3 separate regions of the Mus musculus genome follow, and regions 1 and 3 are each linked to region 2. Evidence: chromatin contacts called from public HiChIP or PLAC-seq data. All regions are on one chromosome and are shown on one strand. Each heading gives the region's core, a stretch centred on a gene start, on an enhancer-like site or on the middle of the called end of the contact. The rest is flanking DNA. Distances are from core to core; before and after follow the strand shown.

Region 1 (3,969 bases), core at 225-2,724, 320 kb after region 2:
GTAGAATCATTTATTTAGTAAGTAGATGGCCAAACTTGCTGTGGAGCTGTGCATTTTATTGTTCATCCACTGAACAGTTTTAATTATATTCTTGAGTTGTTTCCTATTAATACTTATGAATAATAATCTCTTTTCCAATATGATAGACAATTTATTCTGCTGTATAAACTGTCTCTCATTAGCCTACCTGTCAATGTGCTCTATCGCATACATATAGATCTGCCTCCCTAAATGTTACTACACTTCTTCAGTTTTAAAAATCATTTTTGTAGGTATCTGAAATATACAAAACAAAAAACAAAAAACAAAAACAAAAAACAAAAAAAAACAACAATCAAAAAAACTGAAAAACAAGAAACAAAAAAACCCAACATGATTGCAGACTGGATCCAGACAGAGAACAACTGTTCTAGGAAGCTGTATCCATGCGTTGTCCTTAACACTGGTAAACATGTAACATTTCAGAAGTTCTTTCAATTTTTCCTTATAAATTGTTATGGCATCTAGGCCAGATAGTTATGTGTTCATTTGATGTTCATATGGTTGCATTAGGTTCTTCCAGAGGTATCGGAGTATAATTCGATATTAGTTAATGGTTACTAAAAAAAAAATTGTCAAATTTTCTAACAGAATATATTTTAAATGAATTTAACTCAGGGAAATATCTATGAAAATGAACATCCCTTACAATGAGGAAAAAAATCAATGTTCAATTTATTGAATATTATTGTTTTGAACAATCTGGTGTCTAAATAAATGTATATTGAATTTGCTGATTAAACAAAACAAAACAAGAAAAGTAGTGCCTTCCAGGCATGATCGTTTTGAATAGCCTCAGTCACAGGGCAGGTAGACACAGCATGCACCTTGTGTGCCATTTGCCGTTTGTATGCCAGTTAATTAGTTCGTGATTGTGAGCAGTCACACAGCCATGAACCAAAGCCTGGAAACAGGAGTACAATGAATGTCAGAGACAGGGCTAAAGAGAGGGAAGGAGTGGGAGAGGAAATGGGAAGAGAGGGGAGAAGGAAAGAGTGTGCGAGAAGGAATTGAGAAAGATTAAGGGTAAAGGCAGAGATGGATGAGGTAAGACAGAGAAGACAGGTTTTCCGGCGTGAGTGGCAAGGGGGTAAGGCTCTAGTAATGTCTTAGGTTTGTGTGTGTGTGTGTGTGTGTGTGTGTGTTTTGTAGTACTGATTCAAATTTATTTTATTTTAATCATAAACATCTCAAGAATTTACTTTTTTATTCTAGAGCTGGGTATTTCAAGCTGTAAAATGGAGGAAGTATTTCTCTGACCTGGGCTTCACAACAAAGAGAGCAAAGGTAGAAGACAGATATAATTGCTTTCTTAATTCATGACTCTGGGATCAGAGTGCACTCTGTGATTTAAAATTGTCTGGACACAGAGACTCAAATTTGTCTCTGAAATGGACTCAGAGACATGTGGCTTCTGACTCAGATGCAAAGGTCACAGTGCTGACTCATGTGCTTCAGAGCCAGATATTTTGTTTCCCATTCCAGAAGCAAGGCCACTTGCTAGGACTGTAAAGTTCCCACATTTGCAGGCAGAAGTGGAGAAGAGGGGTGGCGGCATGTGTCCTGCGGAAAGACTGCAGCGTGGAGGCTGGGAGTCAGCAGTCTTCCGGTGACTCTGCACATTATTCAGTGTGCCGAGAGACAGGCTGCATGCAAGGGGTCTTCCCAGCTGTGTGGGTGGAACCACCACGGCAATAAATAAGACAACACGATGGACCCGAGGCACATGCAACATGAGGAGTGAATATGAACTTCGGAGGGATAGTCTACAAAGCCAGATATCTAAGGCAGAGTCAGAAAGGAGTGTCCTCACAATTGGCACTTTTGGGGAAAGCATCTACAGAGGTATATATAGAAGAAAAAGAAGCTGGTGTTCTATGAAGGGGGTATTTGCAACCACTTGTGTGTGTCAGTGAGTCTGTGGACAGATGTTGACTTTAGGGAGACCTGGCTGTGTGTGAGGATAAATACCAAAGCGGCCAGGAGCCTGTTGCTAGAAGGAAGGGGACAATTACATCTCGGATAGACTTAGGAAAAGTTAATATTCACAAAAATTCTTACTTTGTACTGCAGTAGAACAGTTCATGAGACTATTGGCAGTCTTTGGCAAGACACAGTCTCTCCAAAACAGGAAAGTGTCACAAGAAAAGCAGTGAAGGTCAAAATGCTGACAAGAAAGCAAAAGATTGCTGCTAATTAACATAATTAACATAAATGTTAGTTCACTCACTGTACAGGGAAAAGAGAAAGAAATATCTGAAAAAAAGCAACAGACAAAAATCTCCCCCCAATTAGATTCTAGTCAATAAGCATAGATTCTAGACTCTCAACATACTGCAAGAAAAAAACATGTCAAAGAAATCATATCTGGATGTGCTGGCATCTAAATGCAAGAGGCCATGACAAGGGAAAGTCTTAAAGAACCAAGGAAAGAGAACATTACACACAAAGGAAGAACGATTCCAATGTTCAGACGTCACATCAGCAGAAGGCAGGAGAGACACATCTTCATGACCCTCCGAGAAAACATGGCCTCAGAAGTCTGCTAGGAATATCCTTCAAGGATGGGGGTAAGGAAAAACATTTTTAGGTCATAAAAACATGTATGGCTGATTAGCACTAAAATTGTTTCACTGTCTTGTGATGTTTTTAGTGTTGGTAGATTTAAGCCTAGCAACGTAAACCAAAAAGCTATACAGCTAAAGACCATAGGGGAGGGATGCATGTATGTGCTAACCTAAGCAATCGGTAAAGGGTGAGGCATCTGTATTGTAACACACAAAGCAACCACAAAATAGAGAAGAGCAGCCTGTATCTAAAAGATACTATAGAAGTCAACCAATCTTTAAAAAGAGGAAGGGGAGGAGTGAAGAAAAGAACAGAACAGAGTAACACAAACAGTTGCTGCAAAAACAAACTATAGCACAGACTGTGATTCAGCATCATCAAGAATCACACTAAACCAGCACTAGACAGATGCCTGAAGACAGAAGTTCATAGACCAAGCATGGCCAGTTTCTATTGTGTGCGTGCATGTGTGTGCACGCTTGCATGTGTGTACAAATGTATGTATATGATCTGTAACTATTCTAAATGCAGTAGCTATCTCAGTCGATTTATTGTTTCAAAATATTTGAAGAGATTTTTTTTTCCAAGTAAGTAATTTCAAACCACAGCCAACAAGAGTTTTTTCTGGTAACAGAAGGCAAAAAACCCTCGAGTTCTGAACTATGAGTGAGAGTTGTCTTTGATAGAGAACAAAATCTCACACACTTGTTCTTGCAAAACCCTTTGTGTGGAACTGTCCATCTTCTGGGACCCAATGACTCTTCATCTGCAGACCAAAGAGGCCACTTTATTGTCTCGGTCACACTGTGATGTCTCCGCACCTCATGCAAAGCCGAAATAAATGAGCAGAAAATGAAGCTGTTTGTTGAAAATAATGTAGTTCCTAGTTTTACTTGTGCAAATTGATGAGAACAAACTAATCCAGGACCAGGTGTTTCTAGTGACTCAGGGCATGCATAAACTATGCTGTCAGAGCATGTGCCTAACATTTCTCAGTATGACATCTCTCTGCTTAGGGATGGTAAAAAAATATAAAAAAATAAAAATAAAAATGCCTTTTTAAACCATGACCACTGATGAGTGGGTTTTCAGAAGTCACATCTATAGGAAACTATGGGCTATAATAATTCCATGCTGCTCTTTGGGAGTGTGTTGGAGCCTCCCTGGTTTCTACTTCCACTGACGCATGGGAATGGGAAAGGAAGCCAGTCTAACTAGACCCCGAATTGCTGGGGACTCCTACCACTTGAAACTATATATGCTTTAAAGTCATTTTGTTTCCTTTTTAAAGGTTTATTTTATTTTTTTAATTTTATTTTTAAAGACAAGATTTCTCACTGTGTGGCTCTGGCTAACATAGGA
Region 2 (3,764 bases), core at 830-3,329:
TAAGCCAGGCCCACCTGCCCAGGGGAGGCACTGCCCACAGTGGGCTGAGCCCTCCCACATCAATCACTAATTAAGAAAATGCCCCCATAGACTTGTTCCCAGGCTAATCTGATAGAAGCATTTTCTCAATCGAGGTTCCCTGTTCCCAGATGATCTTAGCTTGCATCAAGTCGACAAAACCATCAAACAACAACTAGCAAGGATAACACTTGGGTTAAACATACAAAAAGACCCTCTTATCCATAGGTGTCATAATTCACAGGCTTAGGGTTTGATGATGTGGACATCCTGAGGAAGGGTATTATTCTGTCCATCACGTTTTGCAAACACACACACACACACACACACACACACACACACACACTCATTTCAGACAAAAAAATTTAGGAAATGTTGAATTAAATAAAGTTAACTGGGTTTCATTATTGCAAAGCTGTTTAGAATTTTGCTTTTATTCTGAGTCAGGCTTTGTTGTGTGACTTTACTGTAGTATAACTAATATAAGTTTATCCCCGACTAGCTTACAAATAAATGAGACTCAGACTATGGTTATTTTATTTGGCTTTAACAATTACTGGGGGCTCACCCCTAATCTACCCTTCTCACTGCTGGCCTGGCTACCTACCAGTGGTGAACCCCAGTCTCTTGCTGTTTCGCCTGGCCACGTTACATGCTCATGATCCACTTCCCCTCATGGTGGCTTCCTCCTCTCCTTGTTCTTCCTCCTCATTTGGTCTCTCCTCTTTCCTTAATGTTCCTCTTCATCCCAAGTCAGGTAACTCAAAACCCACCCACCTCTAACCCCTCCAGGAATTGGCTATAGCCAGTTTTATTTAATCAACAGTTTTAAATTAAGGAACAAGGTTTGCAGAACAAAAGCTTGTAAATGTAAGAATTCACTTAAAGGCCTAGACCTTCTGGTACAGAATTTAGCATCACAATACACAGCTACAGATCAAACCTCAACACTTTTCCTGTTGAAATGTGATTAAAAGTTCACTTACCCTAGACAGGGCACCAGCAGCAGACCGAAGTAACAGTTCTATCTAATTCTAGCTTTGTGAACCAGCGTGCATGTTGGAATTACTTAGAGGAGTACAGGTGACATAATGGTAGCTGTATCTCTGAAAAGTCCCACCCTAGCCTGGGTGACAACTCACAGAAGACATGTCCTTGAGCTCCCTGCATGGCTTGCAAGCAGCTGGTCAGACTGGAGACTCCTCATCCCTAGCCATTGTTATTGCTTATGTAACCTTGGGGGGTTGAACCTTGTAAATGTTCTAAGTTTGGGTGCTGTCTGGAATTTCCTTCCTCATCCTTGTAAATTTCAGTTACTTCCTGAGTCTTACAAGCTTCCCTTATTCCTCTATTCAAAGGGAACACTATACAACTGGTTCTCTGGTAGCCAAGCCTGGTCTTCAACTTCTGATCCTCCTATCTCCCCTCCTGAGTACTGGGATTGCAGGCATGAGTCTCCACATTGACTCTTTGAATGTGTTTGTGTATAATACAGAGTACAAATCAGAAAGGTTGGTATCTGTTACTCTTGTTTCATCAAATGCCTTCTATCCCATCCCCTTTTAAAATTCCTGTGAAGAAACACCTAATATTTCGGGATTGAATGGGATCCCAGCCTTAGGAAGACAGGAGAGTCTGGAGGTGTTTCTCTACAGCCTGAAGACACCCGTGATTCTAAGCTTTAGCACATTCCAGGTGGGTTGCCTCATGTCTGTGCAGTGAATTGAACACCGGGGAGAGAACACCTTCATTTCATCTCTGAAATCTCTGGTGAGAAATGAGATGCCCTCCTCCACCCTCAGACGGAGACGTTGCCATCTGCCCATCCGTTCCCTGAACCAGAGAAAGCTGCAGGGCCATCCAGACATCCATGTTTTCTGCCCACTTTTACTGACTCCAGTTCCTGGGTCCAGCCCACTTTGTGCCTGTGCCTCTCAGACTCTTGACTAGAAGAGCAAACAGCTGTCTCCCAAAAATACTCAGAGAGATTCCCTCAGCATGTATATATTGCCAGGGAGGTGGGGCGATAGGCCAACGGGGTGGGCCCAGGAAGTCATGAGTCACCTGGCAAGAATTGCCTGAGTATTTTAGGCCCCAGGGTGGGGTAGCAGGGGGTGGAGTAGGCAATGCTTGTATTCATGGTTGGGCTAATTTATGGTTTTTATCCAAGTTAATGGTAGTTCTGAGAGGCGGCTCCACGGAGCTTGGCCACTAGAATGTGTCTTTAACTACCCCACTAAGCTACCCTGCGGATGGGGTACCATTCCCACCCTGTTTGCGGGTTTTTAATGTCAGTCTGTGAACCCCCATCTTCCTACTGCCCTATCATTCCTCCTTCTTTGTCCAGTCCCCTCCCTGCTGAGGAGGGTGTCAGGCATGTCTGCTTTGCCACATGCCCTGCCCAGCGCTTATCAGCTCTATTAAAAGCTCCAGTGCAGGATTCAGATAGGGGACTATTCCATTAAACATCACATTAACGAGTCCTCAGAGAAAATCTCTCTCAAAGCTTTTGAGCTCGTAACTACTTGGCTGTCTTACGAGCTTCTACAGATCCTAACATGTGAACGATCAGAAAAGAAAAAGGGTCCCAGTGACGGTCGGTCGGCAGCAGCTGGTCCTGGGAGACCCGAAGCTTCTCCCTGGATGTTTAGGGAGTGAGCTGCCTGTAGGGTCCCATGTACTGGTGGCCACATGTCCATATCCCTCTTCTGTCCCTGTCCAGACCCAGCAGATGCTAGCTATGTAAAGAGTTGGGAGGCCAGCAGAGATGCTCACTGTCCTGGAGGTGGTCAGAGCTCTGGCTGCAGCCCAGGTACCTCTCAGACTCATAGCTGAGCACCAGCCTGGGAGTGTAGGTCAGAGGTCACAGCTTACAGGGATCAGATCATCACTGAGAAGTGAGCACCCTAGGGTGCTTCTGAAGCCGGAGTTGAACCTCTGTGGACACAGTTCTTCATTGTCTGTAGGAAGGGAAACAGCGTGGACCACCGCTGCGGGGTGGTGATGGTGGTGGATTCTCTTTCTGCCCCACATCTCTGACTCTCAGACTACTGCCTCCTGACATCAGTCCTTATTTTTAGGACTGTTTTGACATGACATTGCTGGGACTCAAGCACTGAGCTGTGCAACCAAGGGGCCCTTGAATGGATCCACAGTATCTTTTTGTGTCATTGAGGGCCCTACAGAACTCAGAGGGCTGAGGACCAGCAGGCTTCTCTGATCCTCTGAACCCCAAGGAAGGTTTAGGGCCTGTCATGTTCTCTTCCTCCTGCTACTATTCCATGAAGGCAGCCACACTGACACATTAACAAGAGTCGTCAGGGGTTCCGGAGATGGCTCAGTTTGTAAACTGCTTCCCTGGCAAGCACAAAGGCCTGGGTGTTTGATTCCCAGAATGCACATAAAAGACAGACAGACAGACAGACAGACACTCAGTTAGAAAGAAAGAGAGAAAGGAAGGAAGGTGGGCCATTTTTAATCTTAGTTTAGTGCTGGGAAGGCAGAGACTGGTTGATCACTGGGGCTCACCAGCCAGCTGGAGAGTTCCTGGCCAATGATAGACTCTTGTTTCAAAAACTCACAGTGCATAGCAGAAGTTGACCTCTGGTTTTGACACACATGAATATGGACACACACACACCCTAGAGTCATCATCCCTTTCTCTGCTCTTCATCCTGAGTGCTGACTGCAGGAGTAGACTAGGGGATGAGTTAAGCTCCATTTGAAGCAGGCTGTTGGCTAGGTAC
Region 3 (3,716 bases), core at 47-2,546, 360 kb after region 2:
CTTCACAAACTGTCAAAAGGCAACATGGCATACAATTCCGAGGGAGAAGAACAAAAAACTAAAAAAAGAAAGAAAAGGGAGAAAGAAAAAGATAATTATTTGAAGGTTCCATTCAGCAGTAGAGAGATTGCCACTGGTACTCATGATTTCTGTATCCTACAGAAAAAAAGGGGAAGGATTTTGCACACTGTTGTCTAAGGAGAAAGAATAGATGTATCCAAGGACACATTGGAAGTGATAACAAAAAGGAGTCAAGAGGAGTCAAGAGTGTGTCAGTGAGAAATACAAAAAGAAAATCAGCGAGGAACGACGGAACCATTGAAATTAAATGGTTCAGAGATGGGAAGGGGGGCAGGGAAGTATGAACAGCTGACTCAGGCACGCATTCAGATCTTGATTTATCCATTTATTATCTATGTGACCTCAGGCAAATTAATCTCTCTGAGCCCGTGTTTCCCTATTTATTAAATATAATGCATTATATTTCCAGAGATCTCATAAAAGACACATACTAAAGAGAACAGCATAGGATTCTGTAATATTGAGTTTGCTCACTGCACAGTTCTACATTGAGTCTGAGCTAGCCCACCTCACTGCACAAATGTGGTTCTACATATGAGCCTGAGCTAGCCCGCCTCTCGACAGCAGCTTGGAGGTTTATACATAGGATCAGTGTCTCACTGTTGCTCAGAAAGAATAGAAGCTTGTTTTACTCTTTAGGGAAGAAAGGATTCTCTGCTCACATGTACTCAAATATCTATAAGAACGGTGGTGGGTTGTTCAGTTTATATGTATTAGTGACAACCTAAGGCTTGAGTTTTCTTCAAAGTCCAACGTTGCTGGTTGTACTATGCCTAGACCCTTGGACTAAAAAGACACACAAACTGTGGGGTTTGTCTTTGATTTTATAAACAGAAGTAATGAGTCCTGGTTCAGTCACATAATTATCTGATTATTCACTTAAAAAGTATGAGCTGAACACATGCCTCACATGTGGGATGATGCTAGGGCAGAGTGTCTTCCAGTACTTAAACTTGGGACCTGCTTAGAGGGCTTGTAGGGCCTTCTGCCAGGCAGCACTCATGCAGCCACTATGGGATTTGGGTAGGATTGCTGGCTGAGGCTGTCTATGCCACACAGAGTATTCTCCTGATACACTTCTCCTTATAACAGGAGCTTGATGTAAACAGGACAACTGTGGGACCTGGAATTTCCTGTCAATCACTGAGCAGCTGAAAGAGGGGGAGGAGAAAAAGTAAATAACTTCACATTAATCTTCAACCAAGGTCTAAGCTAGGACAAAGCTCACAGGATCCTCCAGTGAGTCTACCTTGGGCATGGGACAGATTCTGGTGCTCAGGCCAGGCCCTGTCAGTACAAGAGACCCAGGAATCAAGTCTTGAGTATGATTGCATCCCATCAAGGTAGCTATCCTCCTCCTGGCACATAATCTGTGTCTTTTCTCAGTTATTACAGTTTTACTTCCTGGATGAGGGAGCAGGAATAGAAGCAGCCAAACAGGTCCAACTGGATCCCAGGGATCCAGTGACCTGAGCTGAGACCTTTTATCTTTGCATCCATCATAGGTTGGAAAGAGCCTTTAGCCCCAAGAGGTGCATAAATAGATGTGCTGCTTCAGCCACAGCTTAGCTACTATAGGTTGCTTATATCAACTGCTCTTTCCTGTAAACTTTCCCATAACTTTTCTGGAAATATTTCCCTTGCTATGTAGAGTGTTGAGAGATTAAAGGAAGGTGCTTCTCCCACCACAACTGGGGACAAAAAGGGGTCTGAAAGGCCTCTTCCCCTGCTACTACCTCATTTCCTGTTTCAAGCACATGACCAAAGATGTCTTCCCTCCTCCCCTATAGCTGTGCAAGTTAAAAGAGCACATAACAGTCGTGTGGGAAACTCTCTGAAGCTGCATACCTCCTGCCTTCTGCATCTTGACACCTTCTGAGCTCTAAAAGTTCCTCATAGGACATATGTTCCTGGAGCCTTGCCACAGATGCTAGGAATCCATCTCCAAAGACTAGGACCTTCAGTGTGACAGAAAGCTGGCCGCATTGCAGGTATCCTTCCAGTGAGGCCTCTCCATAGGGCACTACAGAACACTACCACACATGGACCGTTAACAGAGATTGTAGCAGAAATAGCAAAAGTGATTAGCATGGCTTGAAAAGATTCATGATAAGCCAGTTTACTCAACACGTAACCCATCATTCTATGACAGCATTTATCCAGGCTGTGATGCGAAGGGATATGGCATTAACAAAGAGATACAGTGGCTAGGGGGTAGGTTGTAGTTTCTAACTCAGCCAACTTTGGGGTATTCCCCAAGATGACAACCTCATTGCCTCAGTTTCTTTCTCTCTGTGTCTCTGTCTCTTTCTCTCTCCTCACCTGTCCATTTTATTCAATAAAAAATTTAAATAATAAAATTTTGGAAAATATACAAGATTCCAAATATTTCTATTCTCGTGGATCTTAAAGTTTAAATACTTTTACTATTTGTATTTATTATATTTATAGTCCTAGAAAATTGGAACTCTTAAAACAATATTTAACATATTGTTACAAATAACACATCAGGGATGGCCACTCAGATCCAGCTTATACTCAGTTTAAAGTCTTTATTCCAGACATCTGGGACTACACTCAGATATTCAGGACCCAAGTGTAACCAGAGACTTTAGAGCAAGTGTTTTTTAAAGGCAAAAATAAAATAAAATAAAATAAAATAAAATAAAATAAAATATCACATGCTAGGCAGCTGCAGCAGGGGGGTTTTGCACAAGCAAGCAGTTTAACAGAAGCTAAGGTAAGTTAGTTGGGGCATCTTGACCTTGGGATCCTACAACAGAGTTGGGTGATTTTTCACAGGATTCTCCATGAAGGAGATCAAATTCCAGTTAAACCTGAAATGACCTCAGCCAGAATACAAGACGGAAGAATCTCTGCACTGTCTCACTCTATCATGATATCATTTAATATTCTTATACTCTAATTTTATTTTTGGTACAGGGGATTGAACCTGGGGCCTTGTGTGTGCTACAAACATGCTCTGTCATCTAGCTACACCCTCCTCAGCCTCTGTAACCTTTGCATCAACTTTTTCTAAGGTTGACCTATGAGTGAGAACAGGTATCATGTGTTAGCTGGTTTAATAAGACATTGGACCAAGAATACATCAAGTTATTAATGGGTCATCAAGAAGTCCCATTAACCCTTTCAGGTCCAACATTGGATTGCTTCAGTTCTCACAGATGCTTCTGCCCTTGAGTAAAGCCATGCTTTCTAGTGCTCTTTCCTGCCAGCTGGGGGGTGGGGCGGGGCGGTGTAATGCACATTTCCTTTGCTAACAGAAGGGAAGGAATGCACAGCCCTGTAAGATGCAGCTCTTCTTGTCCATTGTTCTGCTCCCTGATACATGTTGACAGCAGATTTACAGGAAGTGGCCTCACCTAATTTGCATCTGTATTGATATATTTGGTGAGTAGGGAAGGAAGTCAGCAGATTACACTGTAATCAGGGGAGGGAGGGAGGACTTCACATACTCTCTCAATGACTACACAAATGCATCAGATTTTTAAACCATATTCTTACACAGTAAATGATTTGCATGAAGCGCCAGAACACGGGCAGAATAATGACCCACTCAAACTCTCTAGGGCTCTCATCTGGAACACGTCTCCAGTTTTCTCATCCATGACACA

What was found. HiChIP or PLAC-seq counts read pairs in DNA pulled down with a chosen protein or histone mark.
Region 1: a contact with region 2 is called in an HNF4G HiChIP or PLAC-seq map of pancreatic cancer cells. The contact joins two enhancer-like sites. A contact is called at or near these places in 1 of 484 Hi-C or Micro-C datasets (nephron progenitors) and 1 of 115 datasets of contacts at active chromatin or transcription factors (pancreatic cancer cells).
Region 3: an HNF4G HiChIP or PLAC-seq map of pancreatic cancer cells shows a contact between it and region 2. The contact joins two enhancer-like sites. A contact is called at or near these places in 2 of 484 Hi-C or Micro-C datasets (bone marrow-derived macrophages and reprogramming fibroblasts) and 2 of 115 datasets of contacts at active chromatin or transcription factors (embryonic basal ganglia and pancreatic cancer cells).

What each region holds. Positions count from the first base shown.
Region 1 is chr17:10,701,442-10,705,410 of GRCm38.p6, forward strand. All of the region lies in intron 2 of Pacrg (PARK2 co-regulated), which reads right to left. Among named protein-coding and RNA genes, the nearest start is that of Gm16169, 100 kb to the right of the region's middle. Within about 2 kb of position 1,475, at least 54 of the 459 cell types and tissues checked have an H3K27ac peak or open chromatin away from gene starts, as enhancers often do. A contact at or near this core is called in pancreatic cancer cells, where this site is marked.
Region 2 is chr17:10,376,627-10,380,390 of GRCm38.p6, forward strand. No RefSeq gene overlaps it. Among named protein-coding and RNA genes, the nearest start is that of Gm39565, 6.9 kb to the left of the region's middle. Within about 2 kb of position 2,080, at least 56 of the 459 cell types and tissues checked have an H3K27ac peak or open chromatin away from gene starts, as enhancers often do. A contact at or near this core is called in pancreatic cancer cells, where this site is marked.
Region 3 is chr17:10,736,870-10,740,585 of GRCm38.p6, forward strand. The region is part of intron 2 of Pacrg (PARK2 co-regulated); the gene reads right to left. Among named protein-coding and RNA genes, the nearest start is that of Gm16169, 69 kb to the right of the region's middle. Within about 2 kb of position 1,297, at least 9 of the 459 cell types and tissues checked have an H3K27ac peak or open chromatin away from gene starts, as enhancers often do. A contact at or near this core is called in pancreatic cancer cells, where this site is marked.